2 separate regions of the Drosophila melanogaster genome follow, and region 2 is linked to region 1. A link is a contact called in public Hi-C data. All regions are on one chromosome and are shown on one strand. The core of a region is the stretch at or near the end of the contact, and the rest is flanking DNA. Distances in the headings are between cores, read along the strand shown. Region 1 holds the start of kug (kugelei). Region 2 holds the start of CG13813.

Region 1 (5,691 bases), core at 2,018-4,517:
ATGTAAATCACTCATTGCGAGGCGAAATCAAATATTCGGCTATTTAACACGTCCAGTTTTAACCATTTTTTATGGTACATAATACATTTACATAATACATATAATTCGCATAAAATGTGGAAATGCTCCAATGATGGGAAAGCATTTCAAACGGCGGACGAGATGGGCATCTCTACGTTTGGTGGAATTTGCAATCTTTCTTCTACATAATTGATTTAAAGTGCTCCATTTTGTCTAACCGATTATATCTACCAGCAACAATAGTCGTCTATTAAGTGAACTGTTCAGCTTCTAATTTTGGCAAATTTGCGCCACTGTTCACCTTCCTTTCAATCTGACAATAAGTGTTTAAGCTTAACAACTTTTGCAATGTACCTGATTTAAGGCTTAAGAATTGTGCACAAATGAAGCAAATTGTAAATATTATAACATAAATAAACAAAGAGGTAAAATTATAAGTACATTTCAATAATGTCACTCTTAAAAACTGCTTGTTCATATGGCACAAGCATAAATTTAAATTTTTCCCAAAAGATGATTGGGCGTCAAGTAAAATTGTAAGAGAAGCCTTCCGCAATCGATTTGACCTAGATTTTTTTTTTAAAGGGGCACGACCAGCTTATCAGCCACACTTCTGATGTCATTTATAGTAGTTTCTATAATTAGTTGGCTCGAAAATGCGTGATTAATGTAATTCACTTTGCTTCCAAAAACAAAACATTTTCTATCTTTAAGGCTTATTCACTTTTAAGGAAACACGAATAGAATTCAATGTAATAGAATGATATGACAATAACCGTTTAGAACATTTAAAAAAAACTGCTGAAGATAAACGGGTGTATGTCATGAAATTCTCATTTTGCACTTGTGTTATCTTTGAACTTTATTCATTAGTAATATTTTAGACACAGCCTACCAATGCCACCATAAATTACTCGAATTCCAAACGAATTATAATGTAATGATGCCCTACATTCTGGATGGTCTTCAAATTGTAAATAATCACAAGGAACGGGAATTTCTCCATATCTTGATATCCATGTAGTTAGGTTGTACGACACAAAGCCCTCTTACTTGACACCTTTGCCAGATAAGAAAAACTAATAAACCAATCGTGTGAAAAGTAAAGCTTCATTTTTCCTATAAAACTGAATAAAAGAAGTGTTTGAAATATTTTTCATAACACGTCGCTTTCAAGTCTCAAATTTATTGTTTACAAATTTAAAGAACCGTGAAGGTAACACTTTTAAAATGAATTTTCACTAGCACAGCAGATCAGCATAATCACTTGACTGAGGGAGCCACTTGTTGGGATGTTGGGAGTGGAAATTACGAGATTTTCGACTTTTCGATTCATGAAAACGTGAAGGTTGCGAAATTGGTGCGGCGCGTAGGTAAATATGAGTAATAAGACCCTAATACACACATATGTATGTACATATGTATAAGGCATGAAAAGAAGTCGAAACGGGTTAGCGAGCACAGGCCATGTGAATCACTGAGTGCTTTCAACTTTAATGTTTATTCAGAAGCAATGTCTGAGAACTCTTCTTAGCTTTTCTGGATTCTCACTCCAAAAATCAGTCCACAAAGTCACACCATTACGAGCACTAACTCCAATTTTTACATAGCAGTGCAGCATTTACATACATACATAGGCGATGCATATGTACATAGCACATCGGTGTACAAAGATAACATGTGTCTCTTTTTCGTGGGCCTAATTTTCCGATAAGGTAAGTAAACAAACACACGCACACACATCACTCCGAATCGCCGTGATAAACTTCGTGCACCTGGCACTGGGTATTTTATTGGCTTAAAACACAGAAATGCACAATTCTCGGTTGATATATCTTTTTGGAAAATGTTTGGTCCACATACAAACGCACTCAGGTACATATGTGTGTATACCTTTGTAATTTAGAGTGGATCCCACAACTTGTCTGGAACTATCTAATATTCGGTGTTTTCGCTGGTTGCTCGGTAACTTCGGGGGCGATCACTTTCATCGGTTTGTATTTTCATTCATCTCTGATTTCCGGAACTCTAGACGCGGATTACACACTCACATTAATTGGCAGCTGCATGTACATATGCACCACTAACTACGATCGCCGATAACTCCGCCCGCTATTGCTCTCTCTTGAAAATGCTAAAATCGATTGCAAGAATCGAATATTGCGAGACTCGATGACAGCACCGATAGTGCGTAGCCGATAATTTCCAGATCGATTATACTGCTAAGCGCGAATTGACACGAATTTAAGCGAGGCCTTTGTCTAATAAATACAAAATTTTCGAACAATACAAAAAAATCGCTTTAATAACCTTTCAACAAGTGGTCAAAACCAATTGTCAAGACTAATTAAATGTTTAAATTATTTGTATGTTCGCCAATAAAAATAAATTCTGAAACAAAATAATTTCCTTCACGAATAACTCTTTATCTTACGTTTTAAAGGGCTGCATTTAAGATAACAACAAAATTTGTAATATGGAGATATTATAAAAAATAATATTTTGGTTTTTGTCGAGTGCAATTTTAAAGAAAGCACTTAACTAATTAAAATGAAGTCCTATTTATTTGGTTCGCCTACAATATTGTTGTTGCTTTGGTTTCTTCTAAAGGAACATATCAAACTGATATGTGAAAAAAGTCTTTAAACTGTATCAAAATTTGGAAACAGCTTTATTTAAATGCTATAGTTTTCATTAAAAACATGGATCCCTGGCAATATATTTGGGTGTCAATTAAGGTTGATGCCCCCTAAAAATATCACAAATCACTAGGACGTATACAAGGAATGGAACCCTTTGGTTTCCCATAATCCTCATTGCAATGGCTTCGCAATTCAAGAAATGTAGCCCAGACCATCGCAGAAGTTTCCTGTGCGGAGGTGTATGTTGTGGTTTATTCCACTGATTTTTGGTTGGATATATTTGGTTTCTCATTATCTGTATCACCACAGGGGGTTATGCAACCCCAATTCACTGTTACACTTATATGTAAAGCAATATTATCGTGGACTATTGGTCAACTCGGACGTATTTGTGGCACACAACACGAATACGTACATATTTCTGCATTTTACAGATAAACATCACTTGCACTGGAAATGCGTATGGGCGCAGATACATTTATCGACTCGCGTATCGTCGCCTAAGCTCGAGTCATATTAACGGAACAACGCGACTTTCGATTGAAACATACTTTCCCTTCTCATTCAATTGCTACCGACGACGCACACCGTTTACTGCGATTTAAAGCAACTTAAACCGCAGTCAATGAGAACAGAAATTCAACTGATTCGACTTTTCGTTTCGAGGTCCTAACGAGTTGGGCCATGTCCTGCGCTTGCAACCTCCAGCTGCAACCTCCAACAGCAACTTCGAGCTCATCCGGACCAGCTTGAGCATGGAGCACCCCTATTTCCCCTTCTGTTATTGAGTCCTTTGACCCTCTCTGGTAAAAATATCCCAGCTTTATTGCGGAGAACATGCATATGTCTGACTTGTTACATGTTTTAGACAAATGTATTTGTTATTGCTAAATATTTTGTGAGGCTAGGAAAATGCTCCACTTCACTGTTAGATGCAATTTGTTGCCTTCTGCAGATTTTTATGTTTTATTTTTTTTTTTTCTATTATGTATTATTATTACTATTTATCAAAATATATTTATATTTTATAGAAACTTGGGCAATTTAATACGGCATTCCTGCGATAAAATCGATTTTATCAAACGCGCCATCTGGTGGGATTTTCATGTAAATTTCCCTCGACCGTAAAATAACAAAGTCGGTATTATTACGATAAAAAAAATACCAAGCGAAGCTAGATTTTACTTGCAAATACAGCATACAGCATTTATAGGACCTTCAAGCCTGTTATCCACTCTTTGGTCGACACTAAAACTTAACATTCTACAATAATTAGGCTGAAAATGAACAGGTAGAAATTATTTTACAACTTTTATTTCCGTGACAATGTTATTTGACAAGCCATTATACTTGGCTCACGGCATTGGTCTGATTAGCATTTTGCACGACTTCAGGGGATATCTATTACCAACATTCCAATTACCCCACCAAATGCCATCGGTCGTGTCCAACTCAACTTTGGAATTCCGATATTTTCCGTTCAAGTTACTGAAAAAGAATTATTTTTCAAAATCATTAAACAAAAACAAGTTCATACATACCAGTTCATTGTACCCCACCATTTCGATGATTCCATTGCAAACGGATTTCCAACAATAATATGGTTTATATGACTGCGAAATGCGTCGCCAGCATTTCCTGAGTATTCGCCAAGGGAAAGCAGTTTGTATTTCTGTTTTTCATCGCCAATAACAAAATTATCATATCTTGCATAAGCACTAGCATTGTCGAAATCGACGAGCTGGATATATAGTTCCATTCGTCGATGTGTCGTCATTTTATGCAATTTTTGTAGGCCAAGCCAGAACTCGCCACCCAAATCCCCACAGCCCGTTATTATATTTGATTCAGTGGCGTTATCGAAACTGCCATCGATTCTACGCTGGATTATCATCCAACCACGACCGGCAGAAGGAATATCCTCGAAAACTGAGGCAAAGGGTTCGAAATCAGGTAGTGTCACCAATTTAATTGAAGGCAACTTGGAAGAGCCCAGTAATACGAATTCATCGTGGTCCTTATTATTAACGTTATACTCAGACAATATCTCTGTCATTTTCACTATCTTTTCGTCCTTCGCCTTTACTGCACCTTCCAATTGCACAATTTTTAGCTTCGACTCGTCAATTTTGAATTCTAGTCTGGCGATTTCCGCCTCTTTTGAGTTCAAAATTTTCTCGATTTCAACAATCTGATCATTCCCCTCTCGAAATTTTCCATTTTCCATATTTAACTCCTTTCGTTCTTTCACAACTTTATCATGCGCTGGAGCACAATTTCCTCCATCGTTCTTCTTAATTGTAATCCTACTCAAGTCGAGATCACTTTGCAAGTCCATAATTTGAGTTTGTAACTTCTGTATGGTCATTTCTTTTGTTTGCGTTACTAAGTCAATCGACAATTGCAGGGTCTTAATAAAATCATCCTTATCCTTGATGCAGTTTTCAAGTATACTGCCCTTCTCCTGTTGGGCCTTCAGATTTATTTCAGCCTCCGCCAACTTTCGGGTGAGTTCCGATATTTTCCTCTCATCTTTTTTCTTATGTTTCAGCATTCCCCGTGCACTTGTGCCCACAAATTCCATTTCCGAATCACTGCTGCTCTGAAAAACGAAAGAGTATACAATATTCGCTGAGAACTATGTGCATGAATTCATGATTACGATCACTATCGGATCTGACTGAGTCTATTCAAAGACACTAGAATCGGAATTTGGGGAAGTACATATAAAGCGAAAAGTTTTTATCAAAGACATTAGAATAATAAAGACATTAGACATTATTATTTTAGTGTCTTTGATTTTTATTTTACTTGTGAATTTATATCAATACACCAAAAGAATTTTCAAATTTCTCACACGTTCTTCTCTATCTATGTAAGTAACGAGAATCGAGAAAAATCTTATTGCTCACCGAATTGTTCTCAGTGCTGGAATCTGGAGAGGATCGCGAATTCTGAGAAAAGTTGTTCTGGTCCTCCGGCTTCATGGGGATTAATTTATCAGCACCACGTTTTATCGTACCTAAAA
Region 2 (5,691 bases), core at 1,323-3,822, 230 kb before region 1:
ATAGGATATATTAAGCATATATTGACTTTAATGTTACTTTGTTTCTGCAGGATATTGTTCTATGCCGCATCTGTGCCGCTCGTGCAGATCTCTTCCACAAGATTGCACACGAAAAGTTCAATCTGTTCATAAACTGCTCGCAGCGAGTAACCGAGCAGCAGCAACAGTTCCCAGGAAAGACGTCAACAGAAATATTGAATGATCTGCTGGCCGAACACAACTGGATCGACGAGGTACAACTCGAGATTACCTACAAGTGCTACTGATATCAACCTATATCAATTGTTTTCAGCTCTTCCGCAACATGCGCAACTGCTGGGCCGAGGTGGAGAGTCTGGAGAGGCAGAAGCGCTTCCGGGAGGTCATGCAGTAAAAGCCATTGTTACCAGGACCCATTATCAGTATCAGGAGGTCTCCTGATTGCGTATCCAAGTGCTGGACATTAGGACATTAAACGCCAAGCCCCACGTAATGCTGCAATAAACTCAATGAGTTGTTATTTTATTATATACCAGAAGACACGCAACAGCTTAGTTTTAGTGCAAGACACATATTGTACTGTGTAGGCCTTTAGTTTAAGATAGAGTCTATAGTCTTGGACAATGCAAGTGCATGCCATGTAAATAGCTATACAGATAGCTATAGCCGCGCATTATATCGTACATATATATATATATATATATATCGAACTTAAAGTACTAAATAATAGAGTAGTACTAACCTCATCAAGACGAAGGAATAATATTTCTGTTGCGTTGAAATTGGTTAAGCATTCTGTTTTGCTAAATTTCAAATTAAGATTTATTTGGTAGCATTTCTTAAGAAGATAATTTACCTTAAACACCCGCAAACAATCAAATTGTGTTTTTCTACCGACGTGGTAAGGAAAACATTATCAGCATCAACACTATACATACTTACTAATTGTACATACTTAGTTTAAACTCTAGTTACACAATCCAGTTGCAGACATTTAGTTAACTTTATTTGTTATGCGGATTTTAATTTAAGTTGTGAATTTTTAGAATCTTAGAGTTCCCTGAATAAATATGAAAGAATCACATATGTATACTGGCAGAAGCTTTAGTTTTGCCTCGCTTACACGCAACATATTTACACCTTTAACTTCTATGGGAAATGTTCTATTAATGTTATTATCTATAATACTTTAGCACTGCTCGGAGTCCATTTTGAACAGCGGCTCCGTCATGTTGTATTTTATAAGATCCTCGACGATACCAGTGATTCGCCGCTTGAAAATTGGTAAAGTCCGGGCGTTGAGCATTTCGTATTCTTCAATGAGCTCCTTGTACTTGGGTTCATCAGAGGATGTCGAAATACTTTGGATGGCCTCGGAAACAGTATCGATATCAATCACTTCGTTGGCATTGGAAATGAAAAAGGGTAGCGAAAATGCTCCCATTATCAAGCCGTAAACGCCGTACTGTTGCAATTGCCGATTGAAGACGCTGCGCGGATATATGCCCTCGAGGGAAAGATTGCAGGACTTCAATTTCTGGTCCATCGTGTTGTAGTAAGCATCCATAAAGTCGGGGAAGTGCTCGTCCCGCAATCGTTTCTCCGTGCAGGCAAACAGGTAATGGACTATGTCCAGTACCGGCGGTGCATAGCGAGACATTTGAAAGTCGATCAGCTTGGCCTCCACAGGTTGATCAGAATTAGGCTGGGGAATAGCAATAGTAGCTTATTTAGATAATAACTTAGAACTAGAAGGATTAATTACCTCATGTCTATAGAGAATATTGTTATTCCAGAAGTCACCGTGACAGATAACAGCATGTGGCGCCTGCGCCTTTCCATCCACACAGTAAAGAGCCAAGGATTTCAGCTGGTTTTCACACAATTGCAGGACTTCCTGGACCGCGGCCACTTGGTCGCCATCGGATTCTTTCAGGATGATTCTCGCCTTGCGCAGCTGCGCCTTTCCAAACTCAATTGTGACCTCCTCAATGTCAGATGTAAATAGGTTGTCCTTCTCCACGAACTCCACCAACTGCTTGAACTGCAAGGGATCGGTCTGCTGCAGGATGAAGGAGCACGCATGCAGCTCCGCTAAAGCTTTCAGGGAGCAGACCACGATGTCGTAGGTAGGCATAATACAGCGTGAATTGGGCCGAAATCCACTCTCAGACAGGTCCTCGAATATCAAGAACTCATCGGGAGCTTTCAAGTCATTGGCCTGTAGGGCCGGCGCCACGGTGAAAGTGTTCCGATCTGGAGATAGCGCCCGGAAAACGGGAAACACCTTCTGGTACATGAAGACTTCACGAGCATAGTAGTCCACGACGTGCATATGGGATCTTCGGGCCTCGTTCCTAGGCGCCATTTTGACCACCACGGTGGCTGCGTCCACGATCGTGGGCCAACTCACCCGGAGAACCTGTCCGTAGGCATTCTCCCCAACTCCGGCCATTGGTTGCGAGACCATAGGTATACCATGGCGTTGATACAGCTCCAAAAGGACTCGGGTAACGGCGTATGAAAGCTCGTTATCGCTCATTTTGTTACCTGGCTTGAATCTTCGTCGTTGAATCTATATTTCCAAGTGAACTACTTCAACATTTGTTTCGGCTTTTATAGTTCGTCGGCCGAAAAGCTCCACACTAGTTGCGCTGCATTGAGGGTGGTGCTGATGATAGAAGCCACGTGACCGATTGAATGGTGAATGGTTAAGTGGGCATCCTTATTGCTTCTAAACTAACGAATAGATATTAGAGTTTGTTTTTAAATCGATGGTACTGGGTTTGTATTGCGTGGAATATTCGTAAAACCATCTTTACTAACATCATCGATATCATTGCTTATATGGATTTCTCGATATATAGAAAATATGCGATTTTTATAAACTCATCTTCTTTACAACAGCATAACACTTATTTAATTGAGATCACTATAGTCCATGATTTTTTATATATTCATATGTCTTATATATTTATATTTTTTTATATTTTATTTAAGACCATTTCCAACAATTCGTCAAATTACGTAGCCGATAAAGAGCAACGAACTTAGAAGGGAATTTTTTGTACTGTTTTCCCCAAACGTTTTTGGTAGTTTAATTCAAATCATAACTAAAATGTTTGCAGATTTTACTAGTTGCACCAGTAACTAAGATACATTCAAACTAAAGAGCTTCAATTATTTAGCTTTGAAACTAGGTTTTTCGGTTTCGCTGCAATACTAATATTTACCCCATGATTAATCTATTTGTTTTGTTTGTAAAGCAGCAACATTGCCCAAATCCAGAAGGGTTTGCACAAAATATTTAGGCCAATCGATAGGAACGATAGTGCACTTCTTATTGTGCTCTATTTTCAGCTCTAACGTCAGTAGCTTCGGTCGATGACCCGGCTCAAGGCCATTGCTAATGCGAACATACACTCGCGGCGGACTTACTCGTATATGCAAGCTACTATACAAGTAGTTAGAAAAGAATGCGATTCAGGAAAACAAAAATCAAACTTAACTTTTTGTCATACCATCATACCATACCAAACCAAACCATGCCCACCGCCGAAGCTTTTTGAGTATTACCCGCGAACCGTAAATATCGGCCATTGAACTTGACAATCGTGGTACATGCACGCCCCCAAGAAAGCTCGTGCACGGTATAGCACGATCGGATCTAACCCGTTCTAGCGGCACACATGTACGTATGTATGTATACGTTTACATATATTCACCCCCACCGATCGGCTCTAACCGAGTGCACTTCCGAGCTTTTCGCCCCTGAGACCCACCAATGCTAATTCGTAGAAGTTTGCAAACAGGAGCTTTTAACGGCTAAGGTTAAGCTTTCGTTTCATTGCCATTGAAAGCGAACTTGGGTGGAGGTCGTTGAACTGACACAATTTCGAAAGAAGTTGCCCAACTGCCCGAGACCCAAAACATTACCGTTTTCACTTTTCGATACCCACTAGTTTCGGGGTATAATGAAGTACGAACTGCCTAATAAAAAGTCGAAGGATTAAGCTTACATTATATTTTAAAACTCAATTTATGCCATGATTTGCGTACACATTTTTCTACATCGTATTTTATCAAGATAACAATAAGATATTAAAAAAATTGAAAGTGTTTTTAAGTTGGAAGTAATATGAAATTTGTACTTAAATTAAATTAACCTAATTAAAAATATCGGCGTCAATTTAATTTACTATTTTCAAATTTAATTTACAAAATACTTATTGAAAACAATCTTATAGGCGATAATATACTTAAAAGATATACTCCTCATTGGCGGGTAAGTGGTACGGAAAGTTATGATAGATGATTGCATTTGTTGATCAATTATAGGCGCACAGAGGTTGGTTTACTTTGATCTGAAGGAAACACTGAAGAGGATTTGCTTTGTTGGGTGTTATTGCTTTTTATCTTAATTTATAATTGGTTGAATGAAAGTGGTCTATGCTTAGTTGAATAGTCTTAGGTATTTACAGCGGCCTAGCTTCGTTTTAAACAGCGAGCCCCAGTTGTATGATACAAAACTAAACGCTCTAGGAGTAACTGCTGGGGACCAAATCCATCACGCTAAATACATTGTTACTGTAGCTCCGTAGAGTCGGCAGTGTTTGAGTTTGAATTCTCCTCCGACTTCTTTGACGACGGGGAGGAGTCAGATAGATTGGGCGAGAGGTCGCGCAGCTTGACAACATTTCCCACGGACACCAGATTGGCCGCCTCAGCCACCGAGTAGCCAATGTCCGGCGGTGTTCCCTCTGGATAGCCGAGATAGTAATCCGCAATACGTCCCGCCTCGCGCAATCCGCTCAAGTACGCTCCATGCACAGTGGCCGGATAATTCCGTATCGTATGCTCACCCGCGAAGAATAGCCGTGGCAATCCTTCCGCATCCTTACTGGACGGCGGAATGACCGGCGCCGCCAGCAGATCGTAGTCACTGCCCGAGGAACCAACGGATACGTAGCTGTACGACCCACGGGCCCAGGGATCGCTGCGCCAACGCGTTACCACTGTTTCCTTGGGTTGTGGAACAGAGGTATTCCCGAAGATGTTTTTTAGCACCGACATACAACGCCCGATTATGATGTCATCCGTCACGCTCTCCACCAGATTCGCTGCCATTCCGGCGACTAGAGCGAGCAACACCGGAGATGAGCTTATACTCCAGAACAGAAACATTTCTCCTGCAATTAATACGTTGAACACATTTAATTACCAATACAATTTGGGCTGTTGAAAGTCTTTCCAGGTCTGGTAATGGATGAATAGGATAAGCAAATGCCAAAAGTCACATCACTTACCTCTACTCGCCGTCGTGCTGCCCACGTGTCCGAAGAGATTAGCGTTGGGATCCCAAAAAATGCGATCGAAGCAGAGCACAACCTTATTGAGATTCCCAAATCCCAGCCTTTTGATGGCCTGCTGTTTCCAGTCCGGCAATGGCGGGTCGAACTTGACTGTGTTACTCTGCTGTGACTCCTTATGTGCTACCGCCACTTTGAGGACGCCCAGAGTAAGTGTGCAGACGACAAGGTCTGCCTTGTATGTCATCTGCGAATTGGATGTCTTCAAGTTTTCAGCCACTACTTCCACACCTTTGGTGCCGTACTTTATCTCCTTGACGGCGCTATTGACACGGATGTCCAGGTTTTCAGTAAGAGCTACAGGCACACATGAATAACCGTTCCGCACAGTTGTGTGGTGGCC

Evidence for each region. A called contact is a pair of places that touch in the nucleus more often than the background predicts.
Region 2: a Hi-C map of the Kc167 cell line shows a contact between it and region 1, with 1.6 times the contacts expected there. The contact joins the promoter of CG13813 here to the promoter of kug in region 1. A contact is called at or near these places in 39 of 107 Hi-C or Micro-C datasets (the D17-c3 cell line, the Kc167 cell line, the ML-DmBG3-c2 cell line and 13 more) and 1 of 6 datasets of contacts at active chromatin or transcription factors (the Kc167 cell line).

Annotation. Positions count from the first base shown.
Region 1 is chr3L:20,002,877-20,008,567 of dm6, reverse strand. kug (kugelei) reads right to left here and starts at 3,267. Exons shown (of 21, transcript NM_001300197.1): 1 at 3,079-3,267. It overlaps CG7668, which reads right to left. Exons shown (of 3, transcript NM_168830.2): 1 at 5,576-5,691; 2 at 4,205-5,265; 3 at 3,734-4,151. The coding sequence starts at 5,650. The coding sequence ends at 4,019.
Region 2 is chr3L:20,228,550-20,234,240 of dm6, reverse strand. CG13813 reads right to left here and starts at 2,572. Exons shown (of 2, transcript NM_140938.3): 1 at 1,745-2,572; 2 at 986-1,684. The coding sequence starts at 2,521. The coding sequence ends at 1,169. It overlaps Su(var)3-3 (Suppressor of variegation 3-3), which reads right to left. Exons shown (of 4, transcript NM_168835.2): 3 at 5,286-5,691; 4 at 3,991-5,168. The coding sequence ends at 4,564. It overlaps CG17233, which reads left to right. Exons shown (of 11, transcript NM_001259912.1): 10 at 51-233; 11 at 293-1,068. The coding sequence ends at 373.